2 separate regions of the Sus scrofa genome follow, and region 2 is linked to region 1. Evidence: chromatin contacts called from public HiChIP or PLAC-seq data. All regions are on one chromosome and are shown on one strand. Each heading gives the region's core, a stretch centred on a gene start, on an enhancer-like site or on the middle of the called end of the contact. The rest is flanking DNA. Distances are from core to core; before and after follow the strand shown. Region 1 overlaps PTGIR (prostacyclin receptor). Region 2 has its middle 11 kb from the start of SLC1A5.

Evidence for each region. HiChIP or PLAC-seq counts read pairs in DNA pulled down with a chosen protein or histone mark.
Region 2: a contact with region 1 is called in an H3K27ac HiChIP or PLAC-seq map of alveolar macrophages. The contact joins two enhancer-like sites. A contact is called at or near these places in 3 of 47 Hi-C or Micro-C datasets (embryonic fibroblasts, liver and subcutaneous adipose tissue) and 2 of 2 datasets of contacts at active chromatin or transcription factors (alveolar macrophages and skeletal muscle).

What each region holds. Positions count from the first base shown.
Region 1 is chr6:52,521,661-52,525,162 of Sscrofa11.1, reverse strand. PTGIR (prostacyclin receptor) reads left to right here. Exons shown (of 2, transcript XM_003355952.4): 2 at 1-2,524. The coding sequence ends at 229. Among named protein-coding and RNA genes, the nearest start is that of PTGIR, 3.9 kb to the left of the region's middle. Within about 2 kb of position 1,567, at least 8 of the 83 cell types and tissues checked have an H3K27ac peak or open chromatin away from gene starts, as enhancers often do. A contact at or near this core is called in alveolar macrophages, where this site is marked.
Region 2 is chr6:52,670,393-52,673,894 of Sscrofa11.1, reverse strand. No RefSeq gene overlaps it. Among named protein-coding and RNA genes, the nearest start is that of SLC1A5, 11 kb to the right of the region's middle. Within about 2 kb of position 1,739, at least 7 of the 83 cell types and tissues checked have an H3K27ac peak or open chromatin away from gene starts, as enhancers often do. A contact at or near this core is called in alveolar macrophages, where this site is marked.

The sequences.
Region 1 (3,502 bases), core at 318-2,817:
GTGCCTGAGGCCCGCCCAAGGCGACTCGCAGACATCCCTCGCCTGGCCCGCTTCGGGGAGGAAGGACTCAAGGGCCCCTGCTGCTCCCAGGGGGAAGGAGGGGAGCTGGGTTCCTCTGTCAGCCTGGGGCGAAGGGCAGGGGGCACCCTTGCCTGCCGCACAGCCATCCAGCAACACCGTGGGAACGCCATCCAAAGGGGGGTCTGAGACCGCCTGCTCCCTCTGCTGACATCTGCCCTGAGCTCTCCGGCCCTGACTTCCGGGAGCGGGAGCCAGAAGTTCGGGGACATGGCTGATGGCTGGGGGTGGATAAGCCCAGAGATGGATCCTGGAGCCCTGCGTCCCGGAACATTGACCCTCTGAATTCAGGGGGTGATCAGCTGCTATTTCTCCTCCTTCAGGGTGGCTGTGCGGGCTGTGGAGGGAGGGGGAGAGGGAGCCAGAGCAATTATCCTGGAGCATAAAAAGGACAGTTCCCTCCAAATATCCGGTGGCCTGGCGGCCTGGTCTGGCCATCGCTTGCCCATCCATCTCACTATCTAAATATTTAGAAAGCAGAAAAGTTCCCAGCAGCTTCTGTGCAACTCAGGTCTGCTCTGGTTAGGGTTCTGGCTCTGACCCTCATTCATTCAGGGTGCCCCACTTGCCCATGCCTAATCTCCAGAGGACAGCCCTGCCCTCTCCCAGCCCACTCCAAGGCCCCCCCACCATCTCTGCCTCAAGGAAGCCACAGAGTCTGTGACAAGCTCCCTGCTTCCCTTTACTTTTTTTTCCCCCCTCTTTTTTAGGGCCCACTGGAGGCATATGAAAGTTCTCAGGCTAGGGGTCAAATCAGAGCTACAGCTGCCGGCCTACAGCACAGCCACAGCAACGCCAGATCTGAGCCGTATCTGTGACCTACGCCATAGCTTGCATTAACTTTGGATCCTTAACCCACTGAGTGAGGCCAGAACTTGCATCCTCATGGATACTAGTTGAGTTCTTAACCCCCTGAGCCACAACAGGAACTCCTAGTTCTGATTCCCGCGCTGGACTTGGGAGCCCTGGTCCCAGCAGGGGGAGGTGGGAGGGACGGGAGACTGTTGCATTGTGGGTAACACCACTGGACAGGTACCTGGGAAACTGCATAGCTTGGTGGGTTCCAAGATGAGGATGATGGAGCCATGGGATGCAGGGGAGCTGGAGAAGCTGGAGGGCAAAGGGGTAGGAGGCAGGGAACTCAGGGCTGGCCCTAGAACTCAGACTTAAGTCCCATGCCCCCGTCCCTGAATAGATGGCTGCCCCCTCACGGAGCCTGACCTCACCTCCTGTGTCCTTTCGAAGCTCTCCCAAAAATGTCATTCAGGATTCCCCTTGTGGCTCAGTGGGTTAAGGATCAGGCATTGTCACTAGGGTGGCTCTGGTTAGAGCTGTGTTTTGGTTTTGATCTCTGGCGTGGGAACTTTCACATGCAGCAGACGCAACCCCCCAAAACACAAAACGTCATTCATTCAACAAGGCAGAGAGCGGGCGCTGACTCTACCAGCTGCTGGGGACACAGATCAGTCTCTGCCCCACCCTGGACTCCTCTGGGGGTGACTTCCAGCCTTCAGTTCCCCTTCTGACTGCTGGGGTGATTTCCAGCCCCTTTCTCATGGCCATTCTCTGCACTCATGCACAGCATCAAGGGTGTGCAGGGGGCAAGCATGAATGAACTGGGGCTTAGTGGGGTGGTGGGTGGTGGGGGAATGGGAAAGCCCACAGACTTCCCTCCACTCCCCACCACTTCCGCTTTCCCTTTCTCCCTTGCTTCATGGTTAAAACAATGCATCTGCCTGGTGGGGGCGGGGAGTAGGTGAGGCTGAGTTTCCTATAAAGGCAGTAGCAGTCCCTCTCCACGGTGGGATGTACCCTCACTCCATCTGGCTATTATTAGAGCCTTTCTACAGAGACTGGAATCAAGGTCCAGAGAGGGCGCTCACCGGCTACAGGCCACACAGCAAGGAGAAAGCCGTCTGCAGGTGGAGCTGGTCTTTCCATCTCCTTAGGCCCGATCACTGCGGGGATCGGTGCGTTTGCCTTCCTGAGCCTTGATTTCCTTTTACATAGAATGGTCATCATGACCCAGAGCTCAGCTCGCAGGGCTGTGCTGAGGATGAAATGAGTCCTGCGAAGAGCAATTTAGCGCCAGCCCCCAATACATGTTACTGTTCTCGCCCTTGTGGTCGTTGTGGCTACAGTCTCTGGCACCTGGGTAAATGTGGTTTGATATTCGGCAACACTCTGCTTCGTTATTTTGACTTTTTTCCCCCCAGTTACTGTGTTTCGTATGAAGGGTGTCTTCAAGAGTTAAAAATAGTTCAAGATGATGCTTCCTGGGTGCAGGACTTCCTTTTGGGGTGATGAGAGGGTTCTGGTGATGAAAACGTTGCGGTGGGGGTTGTACAACATCACAAGTGGATTAAATGTCACTCAGTGGTAGCCTTTAAAATGCTACATTTTTTGTTATGGGTATTTAACCACAATAAAAACCCCTATGTAATACTGAAAAAAATTTGAGGAAGTTTAGAAACTTTTATAGCTGTCTTGGCAGAAATACTATTACATTGTTTGATTTTTTTTTTTTTCCTGTTTTTCGCTACCCTGTAGCTTATGGAGTTCCTGGGCCAGGGATTAGATCTCAGCTGCAGTTGCAACTTAAGCTGCAGCTGGGGCAACACCAGATCTTTAACCCACTGTGGCTTGGGATCGAACCTGTGTCCCGGTGCTAAAGAGACGCCTCTGATCCCGTTGCACCACAGCAGGATCACTTATATTGCTTGAATTTCATAACCAAAATATTGACTTATATGTGTGACTGGGTCACTTTGCTGCACAGCAGAAATTGGCACAATGCTGTAAATCAACTATACCTTCATTTGAAAAAAGCAATTTCAAACAGAATGTTGACCTGCACCAGAACAAACCAACAAAAACAGGTCAAGAAACATCAGGTGTTGGTGTTGTGACTCAGCGGATTAAGAATCCCACTATTATTAATGAGATTGTGGGTTCGATCCCTGGCCTCGCTCAGTGGGTTAAGGATCTGGCGTTGCTGTGAGCTGGGGTGTAGGTCCCAAACATGGCTCGGATCCCGAGTTGCTGTGCCTGTGGTGTAGGCTGGCAGCTGCAGCTCTGATTTGACCCCTAGCCTGGGAAGCTCCATATGCTGCCAGTGTGGCCCTAAGAAGAAAACAAAAACAGAAAGAAGCTTCAGGTGGGGTCCAGGTTTTGTTCTCAAACCTGGCCTGGCCTGGCCTCACTGGGAACTGGCCGCTGGAGCACAGCCGGTAAGGAGGGGTGGAGGGGCCATTCAGGCAGGAGTCAGGGGGCAGGGCTGCCTACCCTGGCCAGACCCAGGGGTGGGGGAGCCGCTTGCCTCCTCTCTCTGGGCCGCCCCCGAAGGTGGCCCAGTTTGGCCTCTTAGCCCTCGCTGAGTGGGGGTGCAGGGCGGGGCTTTTGAGTCCACAGCACCTTCACCTGA
Region 2 (3,502 bases), core at 490-2,989, 150 kb before region 1:
TATTGATGTATTTATTTATTGCTTTTTTAGGGCCACCCCTGCGGCATTTGGAAGTTCCCAGGCTAGGGGTCGAATCGGAGCTACAGCTCTCAGCCTACACCACAGCCACAGCAATGCCAGATCTGAGCCCCACCTGCGAACTACACACCAGCTCACGTCAACGCCGGATCCCCGACCCACTGAGGGAGGCCAGGGATCGAACCCACATCCTCATGGATATCAGTCAGGTTCGTTTCTGCTGCGCCACAACAGGAACTCTGAACCATATCTTCTTTACCCATTCATCTGTCAGTGGATACTTAGGTTGCTTCCATGTCTGGGCTATTGTTACTAGTTTGTGCCTTATTTTTTTTTTTTTACTTAAGTGTATATTCATTCATTCAACACATATTTATTGAGCACCTGCTATGTGCCAGGCACTCTTCTAGGCAGTGGGGATACAGCAGAGAAGAAAACAGACAAAATTTCCTGCCCTCTTTGACCTGACATTCTAGTCAACAAATAAAGACAGTCAACAAATAAAGTGACAAGTGCATTTTAATATTACATAGTAGGTCAGATGGCACAGTCAGTGCTGTTGATAAAACATAAAGCAGGCGGAGAAGCTGGAGTGTTGAGGTGGCAGGAAGGTTTCTGTTTGATTACGAGGTGGTCAGAGATGACCTTGATAAAGGTAACATGTGAGCAAAGGCCTGGAGGTGGTAAGGAAGCGAGTCACGTGGTTATAAGAGGGTAAGAGTGGAACAGCAAGGGGAACAGCAAGTGCAAAGGCCCTGAGGTGGGAGTGACCCCGAAATGTACCAAGTCCAGGCCGGAGAGGAGTGAGTAAGGAGGAGAGCTTGTGCGGGGGTGAGATACAGTCCTGTAGAGCCTTGTCCACAAATTGGCTTTGCTGTCTCATCCTGAATGTGTGTGTGGGGGCTGGCTTGTAACAGTTTGTGAGGCCCGATTGCAAAACCTCTGGGAATTTTGCAAGCCTGCTTTAAATATAGCCATTACTAAAACATATATAAACTCTGGGTCACCTTGCCGTGCAGTAGCAAATTGACAGAACACTGTAAACCAGCTATGATGGAAAAAATAAAATCATTTTTTAAAAAAGTATATAAACTTATAACTAAATAAATTCTTTCTTGGCCACAGCTACAGCACGTGGAAGATCCTGGGCCAGGGTTTGACCCTCACCATAGCAGTGACCCAAGCCACAGCGGTGATAACGCCAGCCCTTCAACCCACTGAGCCACCGGGGAACTCCTAAATAAATTCTTTTGCACACAACGATTTATTGCCTCCTCATTATTATACTACATTTTACTGCCATCTCTGTTCTAGAGGTTAGGAAAATCCCACCTGGAGGATATCTTCCAAGTCTGTGTTCCAGGATGTTCCACGTGTTGGTAGCTTAAAACCAGCTGTGGGGGGGGAGTAATTTACACCACAGACACGGGCAAACGCTGCAGCTCAGGACTGTTTTCTCCCCCAGAGAGCTGGCGGTTAAACATTCACCAACACACCACCAAAGCACTTGCAGATCTGGCTCATTCTTTTGCAAAGCTGCATAGTATTCCCATGCATGGATGGTCCATAACGCATTACGCTGGCCCCTTTCTGATGGGCGCTTGGCTGGTGTCCAGTCTTTTGCAAATGCAAACAGTGCTGATTTCCCACGTGTGTGACTCTAACTGTAGAATCAATCCCTTGAAGCAGAACTGCCATGTCAGAGGGCATGGGCCCTGCTAACGTCAATGCCTGTTGCCTAATGATTTTCCAGAGAGCCACCAGCAAATGGGTCAGAGGCCAGAGGCTTCTTCTAAGGAGGCAAACTTGATTGTGTCACTCTGTTGCTTAAACCTTTTGATGGCTCCCGCTGCTCCCAGGGTGAAGCTTTCAGGTTCTCCCATGGCCTAGGCCCCTTGAGGTCAGGCCTTGTCCCTTTTCTTTTTGCAACTAGAAGGTTGCACCGTGACCCCCGCTGTGACCTCTCATAAATTCCACATTGCAATCACCTTGATGATATGCTGTCTGTCTCCTGAAATTGGCCGTGTTCCTACCCACTCTTGTTGGCTCATGCCTTTCCCTTCTCTGGGAGCTTACTTCCCAGTACCTTAATCAAGAGGCTAACCCCCGCTCTATCAGTTCAGTCCCTTTCTGTTTCAAAAAGCTAAAAACCCCAGTGTAACTGTCTTCAGCAAAATTGGAAATGGATTGGCTCATCTCAATAAAAAGTTGTTGAGTTGGATGGCTTCAGGTATAGCTGGTTCCAGGGGCTTGGATGATCCCATGAAGCCACTTTTGGCCTGTGGGTTCTCTTCCATGTCGGGACCCCTTGCCAGCCCCTGCCTTAGAAATGCCCCTCATGGTCACAGGAGGCAAAGAGCTAGAGGTGGAAGGGAAGGGTCTAGGCAGAGAAAACAGCCCAGAACTGGTGTTAGTAAACCCAGCTCTTGGTGGGGCATAGTAGACAACTCTATAGCTACGTAGCATCCTCCAGGCTGAACCCCAAGGAGATAAGTTCTTGCCCCTATGCTAAATTCTTCCACTGAGGGTCAGGCTAGGAATAGCTGCTTGGGCTCTGAGGGTGGAAAACCTAGGTTCCAATCCTAGAGGGGTGAAAAAAACGTTCAGAACTGGATCGTGGTGATGGTTACACAACACCGTGAATGTGCTTGCTCAAGGCCACTGAATTGTACACTTTAAAATGGTTAAAAGGGTTAAGGTCGTGTTAAGTATATTTTACCACAGGACAAACACAAGAGGCTGACAATGCTAAAAAAATAAAAATTAAAAAAAAAAAAGTAAAAATGAGAAGAAAAATTCCTGGTGCGACTACGTAGCAGCTGAGTGACTTCTCTGTACCTCTGTTTATCGGCCTATAAAATGAGGACAATAACAGGCCTCCCCACCTCGCTGGCTTGTTGAGAGGCTCAGGTAGGTAATACATGCATGGTGCTCAGGGTAGTACCCGGGATATAGTTAAGTGTTTAGTAAATGTTAGTTATTATTTTAAATCAAAATATTGGGTGGCTTGCCCAGTGAAATGAGCCAGCTTCAAAAGGTCACTGCCGCAGCCTGTGCGGGCTTCTATAACAAAATACTGCAGATGGGGTGGCTTATAAACAACAGAGGAGGAGTTCCCATTGTGGCTCAGTGGTTAACAAATCCGACTAGGAACCATGGGGTTGCGAGTTCAACCCCTGGCCTTGCTCAGTGGGTTAAGGATTCGGCGTTGCCATGAGCTGTGGTTTAGGTCGCAGACACGGCTCGGATCCCGAGTTGCTGTGGCTCTGGCGTAGGCTGGCAGCTGCAGCTCCAATTGGACCCCTAGCCTGGGAACCTCCAAATGCCGCGGGAGTGGCCCAAGAAATGGCAAAAAAGACAAAAAAACCCAAAACAAAACAGAGGAGTTCCCCACGGTGCCGTGGGTTATAGGATCAGGCATTGCCATTGCTGTGGCTTGGGTTGCCGCCATTATGCAGGTTCAGTCCCTGGCCTGGGAACTTCT